Regions from separate parts of the Mus musculus genome. Here region 1 is linked to region 2. A link is a contact called in public Hi-C data. All regions are on one chromosome and are shown on one strand. Each heading gives the region's core, a stretch centred on a gene start, on an enhancer-like site or on the middle of the called end of the contact. The rest is flanking DNA. Distances are from core to core; before and after follow the strand shown. Region 1 overlaps Itih5 (inter-alpha (globulin) inhibitor H5). Region 2 holds the start of Itih5 (inter-alpha (globulin) inhibitor H5).

Region 1 (4,311 bases), core at 980-3,479, 63 kb before region 2:
CTGAGAGGGATTTACTTGAAAGGAGACCGAAACGTGGACTTATATCTCTCCAGAAGCTTCTGCTAAGGACTTCTGGGTTGTCATAGGCCCCGAAGGCCTTTATATACATTATCGGAGAGTTCCTTGATCTCACTCGACTGCATAGTTTGATCACCATCCCAAATATCTTCAGGTCTATTTTACTTTCAACTCATGGTTATGAATAAAGCCCCCTCGCCCATCCCAAGCAGGCCTGTGGACTACAGAGGCAAATCACCATTTGTGGTCTCACAATAGTGGGTAGACATTTTTTTCATGTTATAGGGAGGTGGATCCTTCAAAGGAACAAACTCTGTGCAAGATATCAAGCTCAACTCTCTATCTGTGAGGGCCCACGGTGTCATCTGTTGTTCCCATGGTGATGCTCAGCCCTCCAGCTGTGGAGACTAACACCCTCTGAAGGAGCAGTGCTTAATTTAGATGCTCTCCACTTGCTCTCAGTGAACCTTTCTTCTTTCTCTTATCCTTTCCATCTCCCCTTTTCCCATTTTGAAACAGGATTTCACTCTAAAACTGGCCTACAACTTACTATGTAGTGCACAGCCAGGCTCCTGCCTCAGCCTCGAAAGTGCTGGGATTATAGATGTGAGCCACCACTTGTGGCGGCTTTTCAGTGTGAGAGTCTATGGTGCAGTTTGCTTGTTTGGCAGCTCGGCTATACACTTGAAGCTCTTGTTCTGTTTTGATTTTCTTTACAAATATTTGTGTCAGGAAAGTTTTCATATCATCCACTCCAAAACTATCAAAGCTATCACTGGACCCTTCCAACTGTAGCACATTAATTTCTTGTTTCCAACCTTCCTTTGCGTTTTTCCTCCAGCAAACACATCCCTGTTCTGCCAAGAAAACTGCATCCAAGGACAGCTCCTCCTTTCTCTCCTCTGTCATTAATATTTTTTTGCGACTCAGCTCTTTCTTATCCCCAGGATTCTTTCACTATCTACACAACGGCATGGATTTGAATAATGTGAGAATGTTCAGCATTTCTCCTCCCCAGCAAAATGCTAATGTCCTCTATTAACGTGGCTTACAGTGGGACATTCTTTCTTGAATCTACTTGTTCTCTGTCTCCACAGATTACTTTCCCAGCCACTGCCATAAAGCAAGCTGACAAGACAGCTTCATGTAGAGAAGGTATATTCTGTCTCACGGTTCATGATGGGAAAGCTGGGGCAGCTGTGGAAACAGGAAGTGGCTGCACATTGAGCATCCCCAACCAGAACCCAGAGAGTAATGGAGGTGTGCACAGAATGTGGCCCACTTCCTGTTTGACACAGGATCCCTGTCCAAGGAATGGCCCCACTCACAGTTAAGATGGGTCTTCCCACATCAATTAATGTGTAATCAAGGTACTCTCCCATAGACATGCTCAGAGTCCTGTCTCTCAGATCATTCTAGATTCTGTTGTGTTGAACGTTAACACTAAGTTTATCACTCCATGTTGTTGTAGATGCTACCAGTCTGCCTGCACAGGTCTTTTCCCCCATGCTCATCTCATTCACTCAAACAACTTCCAAGACACCTTCTAACTCAGCATTCCTGTCCTCCCCTGCCCCCACCACATATACACTCATCTCATCCCTAAGAACCGTTACCCACCCTGTGGTACAGTTGCCAAAGCTTCCATCTCTGTTGTTGAGGATTTTGCGTGGCGATTTTATCTTATTCTGTTTCTTTTGGATTCTTGTGAGATCAGGAGCCCAGTTATCTCTGTAAACTACCCCCCAAACCTCAACCCCAACTCACAACCTACTGACAGCACAAAGTCATATGCTTGGAGAATCTGAGTCTGGGGTCAAAACCAAGATGGATACCATTGAGGGGAGAGAGTCAGGTGTCCTGAACAAGAGAAGGGGGTGGCTGCACCCTGTCAGCTCTGAGGAATTTACTAAGTTGTAGTTTTAATCACTCAGCCAAGGCTGTGAAGTCCCTGGATTGACAAAGATTTCTGACACTCAGACAAGCATTTTTCGATGAGAATCTAAGTCTCTGGCTTACAGTGTTTATCTCTCTGTTACCTGCAGTGGTTCCCTTTCAGCCTCTCTATAGCCCTTTTGTAGGAGAACTTTGCCAATCCCAGTGGGAGAGTAGGGGGGAAATTGTTTTCAGGAAGCAGAAAGAGAGAAGCCATTAGCAGCTGGTGCCTTGATTTCTGATGCTGACAGACTGCAGCCTGCTTGGCTGAAGGGAGAGTGCTGGAGCGCTGACCCACAAGCGTTCTTTGTGTGGCAGCCAGAAGCTGCGTTCAGAATGCTCCGTGCTTGGAAACATGACCTCATTTACATAAATCTTCAGTGCCTCAAAAACAACTTGTTAAATGGGGTGACTCCAAGTTATTTAACATTAGCTGTGTGATAGCAGGATGTGCTGGTAGGTAAAGGTCTTTGCTGCCTTCTGGTTGACTTAAATTCTACTATGGGGACCCACGTGGTAAAAGGAGAAAGAAAAACTTCTCCAGCATGCTGTTCTCTGACCCCCGCTTCAGTGGTATAGTGCATACACACTTTCAGACACTTACATACCCACTGAATAACTGAAAACTTAAGTATCTATGATGTCAATGTGGGAGAACATTTTTTTCCTTGAAACTATAGATCTTGGGTCTTGGGAATGGCCTGAGAGAACTATTTTGGCCTTTGTTCATCTATTAATTACTTCATATCTTGGCTCAGACAAACAGACAGACAGACTTACACACACACACACACACACACACACACACACACACACACATTTTCCTTGTCCTTATACACTGCCTCATGTCCTAGATCTCTATTTTGTAATATATTTCTGAAACATGCATACCCTGTTGGCAAGGGCAGCTAGATAAGAATAGCAAAATGAAATGACCCAAGCCACATGCGGCTTAGTCATTGCACTAGGTGATAAGTCAACACACTGGGACTCATGGAAGAACCCAGATCTCAGTTCGTGCTGAGAAAAAAGTTTAATTGGAACACGACACTCCTACTTAAGCGCGTTATCTATGACTCCTCTACAGAACTGTAGTAGAGCTGCTGGGCTGGAATTGTAGCTCAGGGGTACAGTGCTTACCTAGCGTGCGTGAAGTCTTGGGTTCAAATCCCAGCACCACATAAACAAACAAGCGGGCATAAACAGTGGTCATAAGTAGTTACCATGACTTCTGGGGGTGCAGAGGCAGCTCAGAGATTAAGAGAGCTGGCTGCTCCTGCAGAAGATGTAAGTTTGGTTCCCAGCACTCACAGCCATCTGTAACTGAGTTCCAAGGGACTGACTTCCTCTTCTGGTCTCTGTGGGTACCTGACATGCACCATACATACATAATTCAGGCAGACACTCACACAAATAACATAAAAATATATCACTTCAAAAGTTACGATGGTACTAACCTACCTGAAGTTATCTATTTACTCCTATCTAGGAAGTTCACAAATCCCCAGGAATTCTTCCAATGGGGATGCGAACAGTGCTGTCCAGTATCTAAACAGACACTCGGGATGCCCAGTGCTTTATACTAATTTTCCTTTGTGTGATGCCACAAGATCATTTCCTTCTAGTCCCTCCCGATGTTTAGGCGTACTCTCCTTGGGGGTTTGCAACACACCTTCTTCCTGAGAGTCATCATTAATTCTGGAAGCTGCATCCTCCTGTACACAGCACACTGCATGTCTGGTGAGAGCCTTTGCATCCCACAGCTCACGTCCGTCTCTCCTCTCCCAGTTATTGGACCTTTGTACACGACCCCTCTTGATCTCTATCACTTAAAAGCTACATCATCTATACCCTGATATCTTCTAGAATCTTCTCTTTCAAAAATGTAACAGGTTCACTGGATCATGAAGAGCATGTGCTAGACTTTTTGGACATTATTGAACCGTCACAGACATGTCCTCGCTTAGCACTTCGGCGAACTTCACGCTCAGGTTCAAACCATCCAAGCAAATCATGAGAGTGAAGGAATACGCAGCCCTGTTCACACCCAAGGCGTACTTCATGTTAAATGAGAACAAGTCACTTACTCCATGCTCCAAAGCAGAATCACTTCATTGGTTTTTTTTTTTTGCAGCACCCAGCTGCTGGCTGGAGCCTCGGGGAGGTGATCTCTGTATCTATTCCCCTGCACCGCACAGCTTTCTCCATCATGATGCATGTCAACAGGAGCAGGTGGGGACTCAGGGACCAAAGGTGGTTCCTGACTGATGTTACAATAGGGAGCTTAAGGTAGGCTTGGGGCCAATTTGAATATTAACTTTCTTTTTTTAACTCTGTGTATTTCAGACTACTGATGTC
Region 2 (4,299 bases), core at 899-3,398:
TGCCCGGTTTGGGTTTGTTTGTTTCTTTGTTTGTTATAGGGGGTCTGGGGATTGAACTCAAGTCCACATGCTTATAAGCAAGCTTCCTACTGGTCTAATTGTCTCCGCAGATCACTTATTACATTTTACGAGTTTTCTAAGTTTACACATAGCTTCAGAGGTTATAATTTTTGAGATTAAAACAGTGGCTACATTCTCAGGTTCTATGCTAAGTACATCAGCTCTTCAGTCTTTTTCTTATCAGTTCTTGGGATCGAACTCAGAGACCTCATTCATCCCAGGCAAGTAATCTGCCTTGGGGCCAAGCTGGTCCTGTCTCTAACCCAGAGCCCTGCCCGCTCCTCTCTGTCTCTGTCTCTGTCTCTGTCTCTGTCTCTGTCTCTGTCTCTGTCTCTGTCTGTCTCTGTCTGTGTCTCTCTGTCTCTCTGTCTCTCTCTCTCTCTCTCACTTGCGTGTGTGTGTGTGTGTGTGTGTGTGTGTGTGTGTTTTGTCTGATTTAGTCATTTTCAAGATAAATGTTGCCATGGGTTGGAAATAACAGGAAATCACCAAATCCCATGTTTTTTCTAAGAAAGAAACCTTGGAAAGTGTTAAGCTCACTTGTAGTCGTGGAGACAACATGGCTTGAATCCATCTCTAGTCCCCAGAAAGATTCTTTGTCTTGGTTCTTCCCACATTCCCTTCCCCTTACACCCTCGCAAAGCTTCAAGAACTTTACTCTGAATTCCGTCCCTCAGCAATTCCACAGTAGAAGCCTACCAGCAGAAGCTATGTCAAGTGCCAACCCTGCTGGCAGTTTAGAATACAGATCTAGGTAGCCAAGTCCTAACCAATAAAATATCTCTCATTTATTGAGTGCCTGCTGGATACCAGGTCCTTGCTATATGCTCAAAAGGAATTGTAAGCCAGACACGATGCACACCTATAATCCCAGCATTTGGAAGAGTCAGACTGGAAGACTGAGAGTTCAAAGCCAGCCTGGGTTAATAGCAGGCTTTAGTCCAGCCCTAGCCCCATAGAACAGCATGCCTTGCAGAGAAAATACATTGCATTCAAATATGGAGTGTGCTCAGGACAGCTGTAAATGGCAGAGTAGGCAGAGTGGGGACCAGCCTTTCTTTGGACCCAAGCCTACTTTTCTCCTACACCTCCACAAAAGCTCGCTTCTCCTACAGGATCCTTACAGGGATGTTAGGACATATCTGTTTGACAGTTTTCGTGGAACGTTTCCAGTGGTCAGACACTGGACTGAACCTTTTCATTTGCAGAGCTGTTGTCATCTGTGCGGTTATGAACTTAAAACACAAACTCTGACGTATGCACCAAGTACCTGAGCTTGACACTGGCTTAATTGTGGGACCTCCAGTAAACTACTCACAATTAATAAGAACCAGAGGGCAAATTGGGTTTTCCCATGTTTGGGTGGAGAGTGTTGAAGTTTCCAGGAGTTTAAGGCTTTTAATCAGCTATCGACCCCACCCCCCCACCCCCCCCCCCACCCCCCCCCCGCTTCCCGGGTGAGAGCTAACAGTTAACCATCTCACACTTCTAAGATTTTCGGAAACTTTCAATGAACTGCTGGGCAGGAGCCTTCTCAGAAATTTGTAAGGACGGATAGGAATCTGGTAGGCAGCGGGAGCTAACAAGAACATTGGATTCTGCACAACTTTGAAGTTCCATGTACGGCTCTGCGAGAATCTGGCACGGAGCAGGCGCTGAGGACCACTCAGAAGTAGCACAAGTGACCAACAGATGGGAAAGTCCCCATGCTGAAGACTGGGAAAAGAAACAGTGCAGACCCAGAGGAAGGCGATCCCCCTCCCCCCTTCCTTGCATCCTACAGATCAATTCCAGCCTGTCCAGAAGCCATAAGCCCCAGGGAGATGGAGGGAAGGGACAGAGTCGCTGGCTCCCACAGCTCTTTCCCCTACTTACTTGCTCCGAGGTGTCGTCCCAACTCCTTGCCTCTTCCTGGGACTCTGAGAAGAGGGGCAACCCCAAGCACAGCCCTAGCAGCAGGAGCATGGCGAAGCCAGAGCGCGCGACCTCTCTGGGACAGCGAAGGTTTTTCAGGGAGTTGGAGGAGCCGCGGCTGCAGAGAAACACGCTGCATCCAGCCCTTCCTCCACCAAAGCCCCGCCCATCAATGTCCCCGCCCCCTTTATGCCCTTCAGGCCATCCTGAGTCCTGTCGCCTGTCGCCGCACTACCACTACCCCAGGCCACGCCTCTCTGTCCCTTGGGGAGTTTAGAGGGCATCCTTGGCTCCGCCCACAACTCACCCTATGATCCCTATGATCCTAGTTTTGCCTCCCCTGGGCTCCAAGGTTGACCGCAGGCCAGCTTTCTGCAGGCCACCACCTCCATCCTCCAGCTTGAGGAGCTACTGGGTTCCCATGTTTGGTTCCAGGAGGAAAAGACTCCAGACCTGCCCTAGTTGAGTGCACAGCGAAGCGAACTTTGTCCTGCATGCAGTCAACAAACTTCAGTGGAACTTGTTTCCTCTGCCTGTAGCTGCCAGGTACATCACTCCAACCCTTCATCCCCCGGTTTCCTTCGCTTTAGGATTTGCATAATTCCTGTTGCCCAGATCAGCTTTTAGAGCTCACCTGAAGTCTAAAGTTGACAGGGGCCCGCCCTTAGTATCTGCCACCAATGCTAGAGTCACAAATAACACGAGATGACAACTGATGGTCTAAGGCACACAAGCTGCATTGTCCCATTTAATTGATGAACTCTGGTATTGGAGGACAGAAAAGAGAACCTGCGTTCGCTTTTGAGAACATAGAACATTTGAACCTGTTTGGATTTTAGCTGGGGAATGAGTAGCATGTATCTTGATTACAGAATGTTGGTTCTATTTCTGACTTGCCACAGGAAAACCACTTCCGGTGAACCTGCCATGCCTGACCTTTTGCAACCGTAGGTGTGGGGGGAGGGGCAGTCTTTTTGCCCTGTGCACAAATAATGTAGCTATGTGTTTAGTGCAAAAGGCAGTTGTCTCAAAGACATACTCTGTCTCTGGCAATTCCATCTATCTAGATAGGGTGAGAAACGGGCTTCTGTGACCAAAAATGGGGAAGTGGCTGCCCCCATCCTAGGCACGATATGTCCCGTTAGACAGCCAATAATAATCATGAGGTCTATAGAAACACAGAGAGTGTTGGCAGTGTGATGGTGGGTGTAGGGATGTCAGATCACAGAACCACATCAACTGACACATCATAACTAGGTAAAAACACACAGGAATACACTTCACAAAAATCAGCAACAGTAGGCATTATGGCTTGAGCAGCCACCTCCTCTTAAAACATCCCACTTATTATTCTTAGAGCAATGGTGTTCGTTCTGCAGAGAAATCAGGAGAAGTTCGAACAAGCAAACTTGGTGCTACTGTGAAATAAATGAAAGGAAGATCCTGGTCGTCAACGTTAATCATTTAATTAGCCTAATCACCCAGTAATTTAAAAGGCACACAGCCAGCAGGAAGAAAGGCTGCTCCAGCCAGGTTTCCACACAGAAACCACATAGAAACCTGGCAGCAAACAGGTTGTTTACAGTTGCTATTCTCACTAAGGAAAAAACCCTCAGATCTTCTCCACTAGCTCCCCCAGGGATGAATAACTATTTGTGAACTGAGAGTCCCCATTGCAATGGACAACATCAGGTTATTGGAAGAGGGACAGTAATGGCTACCATGATTTGGGGGCTTAAACAGACCAGGGATTCCATCTTCTTCATCTCTTAGATTCCTTTTATCCTGAAATGTTACACAGGACCATACTCAATATCCCTACCCCCACCCCCGCTTCACATTTTACCTATTATCAAATACTCTCTAGCTTAGAGTCACAGCAGCAACATGAAGAAGTGTGTTTTGTTTTCTTTAGACTGAGGTTTCTCCCTCTTCCCGGAACCAAGGTACTGAAACACACCTCCTTTACTTTTTAGTCAATCTCTTGACAAGATCAGAAGTTCTTTGAAAACCAGCCTGTTTTACAGCTTCTAGCATTGTACATTGCACAGTTAGCACGGGGATAATCTTCTGATTAGTGGAATGAGACAAAAGACACATGGAGTGGATAGGTTCTAAGGAAGGAGAGGGCTTGTCCACACTGGCCCCCTTGATAAAGGCTCTGCACTGTCTGTTAAAGGGCCTCAGCTCACAATGGCCCACTTACAACCCATAGACTTTATAGTGGACCAGGACAATACACACTTTTTGTTTGTTTGTTTGTTTGCTTTGGTTTTGTTTTTGTTTTTCAAGACAGGGTTTCTCTGTGTAGCTCTGGCTGTCCTG

The links. A called contact is a pair of places that touch in the nucleus more often than the background predicts.
Region 1: a Hi-C map of uterus shows a contact between it and region 2. The contact joins the enhancer-like site here to the promoter of Itih5 in region 2. A contact is called at or near these places in 1 of 39 promoter capture datasets (embryonic stem cells), 13 of 484 Hi-C or Micro-C datasets (the HL-1 cell line, Sertoli cells, beige adipocytes and 7 more), 4 of 115 datasets of contacts at active chromatin or transcription factors (astrocytes, double positive thymocytes, embryonic stem cells and 1 more) and 1 of 9 other capture datasets (adipose tissue).

The regions. Positions count from the first base shown.
Region 1 is chr2:10,214,614-10,218,924 of GRCm38.p6, reverse strand. The region is part of intron 7 of Itih5 (inter-alpha (globulin) inhibitor H5); the gene reads right to left. Among named protein-coding and RNA genes, the nearest start is that of Itih5, 63 kb to the right of the region's middle. Within about 2 kb of position 2,229, at least 88 of the 459 cell types and tissues checked have an H3K27ac peak or open chromatin away from gene starts, as enhancers often do. A contact at or near this core is called in adipose tissue, astrocytes, beige adipocytes and 4 more, where this site is marked.
Region 2 is chr2:10,151,392-10,155,690 of GRCm38.p6, reverse strand. Itih5 (inter-alpha (globulin) inhibitor H5) reads right to left here and starts at 2,148. Exons shown (of 14, transcript NM_172471.2): 1 at 1,936-2,148. The coding sequence starts at 2,025.